Linked DNA regions of Felis catus: region 2 is linked to region 1. Evidence: chromatin contacts called from public Hi-C data. All regions are on one chromosome and are shown on one strand. The core of a region is the stretch at or near the end of the contact, and the rest is flanking DNA. Distances in the headings are between cores, read along the strand shown.

Evidence for each region. A called contact is a pair of places that touch in the nucleus more often than the background predicts.
Region 2: a Hi-C map of skin fibroblasts shows a contact between it and region 1, with 5 times the contacts expected there. The contact joins two enhancer-like sites. A contact is called at or near these places in 2 of 3 Hi-C or Micro-C datasets (round spermatid and skin fibroblasts).

The regions. Positions count from the first base shown.
Region 1 is chrA3:65,674,003-65,679,089 of F.catus_Fca126_mat1.0, reverse strand. All of the region lies in intron 6 of PRKCE (protein kinase C epsilon type), which reads right to left. Among named protein-coding and RNA genes, the nearest start is that of EPAS1, 250 kb to the left of the region's middle. Within about 2 kb of position 2,674, at least 1 of the 10 cell types and tissues checked has an H3K27ac peak or open chromatin away from gene starts, as enhancers often do.
Region 2 is chrA3:66,077,405-66,082,491 of F.catus_Fca126_mat1.0, reverse strand. It overlaps ATP6V1E2 (V-type proton ATPase subunit E 2), which reads left to right. Exons shown (of 5, transcript XR_006595536.1): 4 at 1,842-1,944; 5 at 4,827-5,087. Among named protein-coding and RNA genes, the nearest start is that of TMEM247, 10 kb to the left of the region's middle. Within about 2 kb of position 2,326, at least 6 of the 10 cell types and tissues checked have an H3K27ac peak or open chromatin away from gene starts, as enhancers often do.

The DNA.
Region 1 (5,087 bases), core at 1,425-3,924:
ACTTAGGTATAAATCTAACAAAATATGTCCAAAGTCTATATGAGTAAAACTACAAAACTCTGATGAAAGAAATAAAAAAAGAACTAAATAAAGGGAGAGACATTCCATGTTCATGGGTAGGAAATCTTAGTGTTGTTAGCATGTCAATTTTTCTTAAGGCATTTTCAATCAAAATCCCATATTTTGTGGATATTGACAAAGGGAGTCTAAAGTTTATATGGAGAGGCAAAGACCCAGAATAGCCAATGCAATATTGAGAAGAGCAGAGTTGGAGGACTGAGACTACCTGAGTTCAAGACTTACTCTAAAAGGTATATTAAGACAGTGTGTATTGGTGAAAGAGTAGACCAACCAATCAATGGAACAGAAACAGAGAGTGCAGAAAGAGATCCCCATAATTATACAACTATCTATCCCTGATAGAGGAGAAAAGGTACAATGGAGCAAAAGATAGGTTTTTTTCAACAAACAGTGCTGGAACCCCAAGACATACTCACACACAAACGAATCTAGACACAGACCTCACACCCTTCACATAAATTAATGGAGCACAGACCCAAAGATAAAACTCAAAACTATGAGACTCCTAGAAGGTAGAAGAAAACCTAGGTGACCTCAGGTACAGTGATGACTTTTTAAATACAACCCCAAAGGCATGATCAATCAAAGAAAAAATTGATAAGCTGGACTTCATTAAAATTAAAGACTTCTGCTCTGCAAAGGACATTGTCAAGAGAATGAGAAGACAAGCCACGGACTGGGAGAAAATATTTGCAAAAGACAATCTGATAAAGGCTTATTATCCAAAATAAGCAAAGCATTCTTAAAACTCAATGATAAGAAAATGAATGACCCAATTTAAAAATGGGCAAAAGACCTAAGCAGAAACCTCACCAAAGATATACAGATGGCATCCGTTGAAGATGCTCGATATCATATGTCATTAAGGAATTGCAAATTAAAATGACAATGAAAATACCATTGCCTATAAAAATGGCCAAAGTCCAAAACAATGACACCAAATGCTGGTGAGGATATGTATGAAGCAACAGGAATTCTCATTCATTGCTAATGGGAGTGCAAAATGGTACAGCCACTTTGGAAGACAGTTTGGTAGTTTCTTTCAAAACTAAATATACTCGACCATACAATCTAGCTATCACATTCCTGGAATTTACCCAAATGAGCTGAAAACTCATGTCCATGTGAAAACCTGCACAAGGATGTTCACAGCAGTTTTATTCATAATTACCAAAAGTTGGAAACGGCCAGGCTGTCCATCAGTAGGTGAAGAGATAAATAAACTGTGGCATGCCCAGACAACGGAATTTTATTCAGCACTAAAAAGAAATGATCTATTAAACTATGAAAAGACATGGATGAGCCTTATATGCATATTGCTAAGTGAAGGAGGCCGATCTGAAAAGGCTCTGTGTTGCAGGATTCCAACCACATGACACCCTGGAAAAAAAAAAAAAAACAACTATGGAGACAGTAAAAGGATCAGTAGTTGCCAGTGGTTGGGGGGAAGCAGGGATAAAGACGCAGAGAGCACAGAGGATTTTTAGGGCAAGGAAATTACTCGGTATGAGACCATATTGGTGAATACAGGGCATTATACCTGTCCAAAATCATGGAATGGACAATACCAAGAGCGAGGCCTAATGTAAACCGAGTGATAACAATGGGTCAATCTAAGTCCACTGATTGTAACAAATGTACCGCGCTGGTGGGGGATGCTGATAGTGGGGGATACCGATTGTGTGTGAGGGTATGGCATATATGGGAAATCTCTGTACCTTCTCAATTTTGCTGTAAACCTAAAACTTCTCTAAAAATTAAAGTCTATTAAGAAAAAAAAAACACAGACAAATCTTTCTGAATGAAACCAAGCAGGGTGGCTGGGCCTCCTCCTGGCCCTGCATAGCCTGATCACTGACCTGGAGGAGGGACTGCACAAATCACACCCCCGACCCCAACTCAGGCTTGGAGGGTTCAACTGAGCTGTGGAGCTCAAGATGTCCACAGAACCAAAGATGAGGGTGCAAGGTAGGGGTGCTGGTGGGAGGGGCCTTTCTCAGACAATATAAACATATAAGGAAGCTCCCCTGCAGCCTAGCCAAGGTGCTGATTGCATTCACTGAATGACTGCTAGTGAGGTCCGAAAATCCTCAGGCCCATCATGTACTCCCAGCCCTCTGTTCTAAATTCCCTATCCCGCTCCCTGTAGCAGATGTTACCCTCTGACACTCAGCTCACCTTACTACTCCTGCCCACCAGCCCTGTGAATGCTTTCTCCTGCCTCTTCTTGAGGTGACAGAAAGGACAAGAACAAAGCAACCAAATTAAAAGGATTTCTCAGCAAGGGCAACTGATCTACATAATTTAGCCTCTGGCGCCCTCTGCTGTTAAAATGCTGACCCTGTCATAACGAAACCACAATCAGAGTGAGTTGGCAGATAGGAGAACAGAAAGTCTTCAGGGACTTCATTTTTTACTTTTAAAAATTTTGTTTTCTTCCTCAAAGATTTTGCTTTTTATTTTTAAAGACTCTGTTACTTCCCCGGGAGAGCCATGTAGTTTTCTTAATACGTAAGAAAAAACAAATCCCAATGATGTGTCAGTTCAAACAGATGGCACGAGACAGTGACGTTGAAAGTGCTTTGAAAAGTCTGGAAACATGACAGCACAGCTGGCTGAGGAAGGGGAGCTTGAGATAATTCAGGCAGCCCATGGGTCCCCTCGAGGCCGGGGGGTGATACCCAGAGGCTACAGACCAATAAAAGTATGTGGCCCTGCTGGCTGGATCCAAAAGAAACCTGAGGTTCACTCACATTAATGGGGACCAAACAAACCACCCACACTGTCCTTCCTCACCTCCACACTCCACCACTACTGGTGAACACCAAGGTCAAGGGCCATCAGCCTTGGGCTGCCAGTCTCAGCCCTTTAAGGTTTCCCTGTCCAGACTGCCTTGAATGTCCATTTTCAGTGGTTTCACCTGCACAATTCATGCCGGGAAGAAACAGAGCGGGCCTGCTGGGGCTCTTCTAAAAGGACAATCATTATTCTGCTACTTCCCAGTTACTCATAATTGTTGACCTCCTACTGCGTCCTGGGCAGTGCCACCACGCACTCACCTACGTTTTCTATCATCCATTCTACCGTCCTTTGGAGAGATTTTCTTTCTATGTTTGCAGCCTTTTCTTTGCGAAGATTAAGGATGGTACCGAGGTGGGTCAGGCTGTTGGGAAATTTTCCAAAGCAAGCAGCCAGCCTTCTGAGAACAATGACAGAGCCATGACTGAAGAGAGAGGCAGGCCCATGTGTCCTGCAGAATTCTCTTTATGTTAGTGTGATCTGGCCCTTGAGCACGAGGCAGGGCGCTGGTTTGATTCCATAGCAGGTTAGAGAGGGTCGTGCCGTGCTCGGAGGCAGAAGATAAACAATTGTCAATAGGAAACAGTGTAACTATGTAACGCAGGTTGGCAGGGGGCAGGAATGACAGACTGTGGAGTCCCAGGCAGAAGATGATAAAGGAGGGTAGAGGGGAAGCTGCCTGGCGGGTCATACCAGGCACCGAATGTCACAGATAGAGATTTGGGAGCCCTGATCACACTGAAACCACCAGTCAAAGCTTCCCAAGGACTGACTGACCAACTATCTGCTGCCCAGCACTCTTCAGATGATAATGCTGATGGAACACTCCACCGAACGTGCGAGCATGGCCCCCAACATCGCCAGGTGCCACTCTGCAAAGGAATACAAATCAACCAGACTCCCGTGGCATTCTGGTGCTGAGCACAAAACTGCTTCTTCCTTCCGTGCCCTCCACTTACAACTGGTTGCTTACCCTTCCCTCTTGCCCTCCTTCCTGTTCAGGTCCTTCTCCTCACGGTATAGCTCAAGCCCCATCTACCCTCAAAAGCCTGTCCTGACCGCCTGAGTCCCGAGGGCCTCTCTTGCCCACGACTTGCTCACACTTATTTCTGACTCACTGCTTGATTTACTATTATTTAACTTGTTAATGTTCACCACCCAAGTAAGGTGGAAGTTGCTAGAAAGCTAAAGTAATGCTCTATCTCCATGTTCTCCATGATGCCTTGCACAAAGCAGGGTGCCACGCTCTTGAATGAATTCTAACTCTCGAGAGAGTAGTGGAACGTTGGCAGCATAAGGGCAACTCAAAGACCAGACCCCAGTACGTGACAGTGACTGAGATCCTAAACTCCCTACACAAGCATTTTCCACTCATGCAAAACCCAAAGTCAAGGCAAAAGAAGGGAAAGCAGTTATTTAAAGACAAACAACAAACGAAAGTCCCCTGATGTAATTACCTCCTCATGCAATTCAACCACACAAAGACCAGGACCTAAAGCTATTGCAGGACTTCTAGGGGCCTTTGTCCCATAACTATTTATACATATGTGTGAAGATACACATACGAGGATCTTTGCAGCAGCTTGAAATAGCGAGGCCGCAGAAACAAGTAAGTGTCCCTCAAGAGGGCAACGTTGAAATGACGGATGGAATGGTCATAATGTGGATTATTAAGCAGCCATTAAAAAGAATGAGGTAACTTATATATACACTGACTTGGAAATACTCTAAGATGTACTGGCAAGAAAGCAAATTACATAACAAGGCATAGACAATTTAATTAAATATTTATTGAGTGCCAAGGTATCAGACACTGTCGTAGATGCCGGGGAAATAGAAAAACAGATGAAAAAAAACTTTTGCCTTTATGGACCCTTGGAGAGAAATAAACATTACATATAAGTAATTTAGAATATTAGAAGCCGATAAGTGCCCTAAAGAAAAAGCAAGCGAAGGAAGGGGATGGAAGGTAAGAGGTGAGAGCTTCAGTTTTTAAAAGGGCAGTCAGAGTAGCCCTCACAGAGGAGGTGATCACACGTGTGTGTAGGAGATCATGGGCGTATGGGGTGAGGGGGTGGGGGCAGCTTCTAAGATGGTTCCTATTGGTCCTCCTGGTACCTATGCCCTCGTGTCATTCCTTCCCATTGAGTGTGTGCTGAATGTAGGAATCTGTTCTCATGAACACAGAATGTCAAAAGTGATGGGAT
Region 2 (5,087 bases), core at 1,077-3,576, 400 kb before region 1:
TAACATAAAACAAATTTATTCCGGGAAAGACCTTTACTCTCCTCATCTTCGTCCCCCTCCATCCTCCTCCTCCCTGGCGACAAGAGGTGGGGAACCAACTCTGTGAAGCAGGGGTTGGCCAATACTGCCCCCTTGTGGTCCAGCTTGTCCTCACTGGGAGGCTTTCAGCTCCGTTCTCCAGAGATTCCTAATTCTGACCATTTGCAGAATTATCAGAAGGCCACCCAGAGAAGCTGACCCACAAGACCCTTGGGAGGGGTTCCAGATCCAGAGAATTCCTGGTGGCAACCCAAATGTCTACACTGGCTTTGTGGATGTCTGTGTTCCAGGGAGGACTTTGGGGGTGGAGAGGGAAGGAATACATCGTAAATATCTGGCAGGTGTAAGGGTGCCTCTGGGAACAATTGAGCACAGAGCTCTACAGAGCCATACTAGGACCTTGGCACTATGCCCTGCTACCACCACAGCCAGTCATTTATGAAGGGCTGTGTGTGCTAGGCCTGGGCTGGGGCTCCGCATGTGTGCATTGCCACATTTAATTCCCCTCTGGAGGGATTATTATCATCACCCCTATTTGTGCGGGAGGCAACTGTGGCTCACAGAGGTTCAGCGATTTGCCCATGTTGCGGCTGTGAAGTGGTAAACTGATGACCAAAGCCAAGCTGGTGTCTTACTCCCTCTTGGCCCTAGGGCTCACTGTCCCACACCCGCGGGCTGAGCCGGGGGCCTAATAGCCCCCCCAAGTCATCTCCAACCAGACCCCATAACTTTCCATCTCTCCCCTTCTCTAGACACCCTGCAAGGGTCCCGGTCACCAGGGTCCTACTAACAGTGCTGCCTACCATGATGGGGAGTGAAGGCAGTGGTAGCACTCAGCAAGACATGCTTGAGCCTTCTCTGCCCTCCCTTTCTGCTGCCCACCCCCAAGTGTCACCTTCTCTGTTCCCATGGGACCATTTCCTCTCTCTGCTCCCAGCAGATTTTTCTCTTTTGAGTATTGTGTCCCGTGGTACATCTCCCTCATGACACTAATCACAGTGAAATGTTACTATTGGCTCTCGTGTTTCTGGACTTCTGAAACTCAGGCTTTTTTATTTTTTATTTTTTTAACTTAATTTTTTAAGAGACATTTTACGTTCATAGAAAAAGACTTTAGGTTTTTTTCTTTTCTAGGACAGAAACTATCCAACTTATCTCCACCCCATCACCTAGCATGGAGTCTGGCACATAGTAGGTGCTCAACTATGAGCTTGTTGAGCGATGAGTAAGGGCAAAACACACGGGACATGGGTAAAAAACAACAGCGAAGTGTATCATTCAATGCATCTTTGCTGTAGCACGTGAAATCGATTACTGGTTTCTTGGCAGTTAAAAGTGATTTTTTTTTCACGGCCCTCCCCTGGTTGATTTTCAAGTTTGCTCCAGAAGCTGCTGTGACCAAGGAGAGGCCTCTCCCTGGCGGCAGTACCACCTTTGTCCAGAAGATGGCGGTCAAGGCCAGGAGAACACACCTTGCAGCCCTCCAGAGCCAGGCCTGCGCAGGTGTGACCCCTTTTTGTAAAAGATGCAGGGATCTGAACCTAGTTGCCAACCCTATAAATGCGCATGGGCGATAGGAATTGGCTTTCGAGGTGGGTTCTCTGGCTGATCCCTGTGAAAAGGAGCTTTTTTTGAAGACGTCTTTAAAGGGAAAATGTGGAAGCTGGCTGTGAGGGGACTGCCCCTCATAAACCCTCTTTCAGTAGTTTCTTGAAACACTGTGGAAAATGAACTTAACATAAAGTAGACACAGTCCTCAAACTCTAAATGACTCAGGACAACATCTTTTTTTTGGCTCTCAGAGCTCATTTCTTTGGAGATCCTTCCCAGCTCTGTGGCCACCTCTCCAGTTGACTGGAAGCTTCTCTCCTGCCACGTCTCGGCAAGTCTTCACCCTTAAGAGAGGTAAGTAAAGGCTTTCTGACTCGAACTGACTGAAAAGAGGTTAACAGCCTAACAAAACGGCCTCGGTCTTTCTAGCATGATGGGAGGTTGCCAAACAGCTTTTTGGCAGAATTAATAAGACCTACCAATATTTTCTCCTCAGATTCAGCATAATTACTAAGGTAAGGCCAGGCCTCCCCTTCCCCCTGCTCCAGGGGACATGGGTGTGACCGTGGGAAGAGGGAAACATCTCCCTAATCTTGTGCTAAAACAGATTTTAAGGCTGCGGCCACCCCCACCCCCATTTTCCTTCTGACCTAAATCCTCCCCTGAATCTGAGCTGGGCTCTGGGCCAGGGTGTCAGCTGTGGACAAAGGCGCCCTGTTTGGGAGGCCTGGCTACTGTGTTTTCCTACCCAGTCTAACAACGGTGTTGAACTCCCCCAAGTCAATGTGATAACACAGAGACATGCAGAGATAGGCAGTGGCCTCAGTGCTACCTCCCAGGAAACCAGAAACACTGTCCCCTCATATTTCTACCACCTGGCAACAGGGCTGTTCCTATGAAGCCGCCCACTCCTCTGCCCTGGGTGTGGCTGCTTACATGGAGGGCGCTGTGCTGGAGGCCTCCTCAGGCCAAGCTTGCCCTATTTTTTCTGGCTGACTGGGGAGCCAACGGTTACTCATTGCTTCTCCTCAGGGTCTTTGGAGCGTGAGTGCTGTCCCCCCTCCTCCCCATCTCTTTCTCTTTTCAGCACCCTGGCTCCTCTGCCTCTGGTATTGCAGGAGTGGTTGGGGAGGGCTGGGCTGGACACCGGGACCAGCTCTGCTCAAACAACACATTGCCTTGCAAACTTGAGGGGACAGATCTTTTACTTCTGTAGGCATCGCTCCTGCTTCGGCAACGTGGGCATAACACACAGGCCCTAACTCGCCAGTTGGCCAGATGCCACTTGCATGTAGATGGTGCCGATGACAAATGGGGTGTTCGTTCGAGATGGACAGGGCTCTCTGTGGGCCTGGAAGGAAGACCAAGATGGAAGGAGGAGGGAGGGTCAGAAGGATGAGAGGGATTTTGACCTGTGTTCGTTTGGTGGGACGGTATGCCAGGTGGGGAAATGGTGGGAACGGCGGCACAGTGGCAGGAATCCACGGAACACTTCCTAGGAACAGGGACCACATCATTCTGGCTTAATCAGAAGTTGTGTGTGTACACGCATGCAAGTCTGCCCGTGGTGGGAACTTGGTGTGAGATCCAATTATGGAAGGCCTTGAGGTCCTGGCTCAATACTTTGGGGAATATTGCAAGTGTATGAGCAAGGTTCACCTGTCAAGTAGCATGAGGAAGATGAATGTGGCCATTTATGTATGAAAGAGGGTTGGAGAGACCGAAGGTAGCCGTTTGGGACAGAGAGGAGAGTGTGTGAGACCAAGATGGCGCCCAAGGGACCATTATAAGGGCCATTATGCACGAAGATCAGTAGGACTTGAGTCCAGGCGTGAGACGAGAGGCTGGTGGTACCCTGGCAGAAACTGGCAAGGCCAAGGAAGAAAGCCTGGTGTGGGCAGAAAGTTCAGCTTTCAGGTCTTCCACCTGAGGGGACTGGGTTCCTTTGGCCAAATAGAAGCGGTGACCAGTGAGAAGGAGGGCAGAAGCTTCCAATGGCCCTGCTTGAATGAGCTCTCTCTACCACTCTGGGTGCCTTGTCCTTTCAGAACATGCTGTCCACCCTGACCCTGTGTCTGGACTTGGCCTCTACCAACAATCAGTTTAAGAAACTGGGCCTGCTGACCTCTGACCTGGGCCTAGGTGGAAAGATCTTTGGCTATGGCTGGGCTTAGTGTCACTAAGGAGCTGGTGTCCTCTCCCTGCAAAGCCAGGCCTCAGCTGTTTTTTTCTGGGTCTAGCCACATTTGGCAGGCTCTATATGGGAAATAGAGGCCGGGAGTTCTGCCGAAGAAGGAGGAGAGAAACAACAATGATCATTTTCTGGGAAAGAGCAAAAGGCAGAAGGGGGCATTTTGTTTCTCCAATTCAGGCCCTTTAGGACAGCTGCTCATATGATTGATGGAGACATTTATTTGCAGCAGTTTTCTTGGAATCCCTAATCTCTAGTAAATGCTCAGCACCGTGCAGGAGAACACTGGTAGTTTTGTAAGGTATGCATTTCAATTCTGAGGGAGTCACAGATGCAGTCAGGACGTGGACGGAGCAGTGGCAGTAGAAGGTAGGTGTGAGCACCCACAAGGAGGAGTCTGGTGGAGAGGGAGAGCCCGCCCAGCTCTGCGGCAGACTAGTCCCTCCCTCCCTCCCTGCTGACCTCCATCTTCTCATCTGTAAAGTGACAGCACTGGGCTGGAGGACCTCCAAGCCCCTTCTGTACCCTGACATTTTGTGACTTCTTTTGTATCGCGTTCTCAGCCTGGACCTGGGCTCTGTGGGCAGTGCTGGAGAACAATGCACCGACTGTGCTATCTGGAAAAGACCCCATCAAAACTGGCCGTCTCCAGCCTCTCAAAAGCTTTTGAATCAGTCTTGATCAGCTGAACAGAATTCTGGTCTTGTGAGCCAGTATCAAAGCTCACGCTGCCCACGGTGTGGCCCCTCCCACAAGCTGACCATAAGAAATAATTTTTATGACAGATGGTCAAAGACTAATTTTCAAACATTTTAAAAAGCAATTAAATCCTTGTTTTCAAAGGACTTGTTTTATGTGGACTCGAGACAAGAAGATAAAACTCTGGCTGCTCTAGTGGCAAGAACTTGCGGTCCCCAGGCCTCTGCAAACCCACAGGCTCTGAGCAGTGTGGTTTGAAAGGGGCCGACCGAGGGGGCAATCTAGTGACAGATATGGGGACAAGCAAGGTCCTCATCCATGTTCATGTCCTGCCTTTGCATTTTAGCAAAAGCCGCTTTGAGGACCAGCCATGAATGCTCCCCTGCTTTAGAATGCTCTAAAGCTTTCATTGAAGACACTGCACGTATAACATCACACGATGTCCACTAAGGAATGCCGCCACGTGAGAAATGGCTTTCAGCAGTTCAGAGTAGGAAAAACTTTATCTTTTCCCCAGGAACTCCGATGTCCTTTAGTTCTTTGTTCTAAAACAAACAACCAACAGGCAAACAATCACTTTGTCTCCCCTGAGAGGAACTTCGCCATA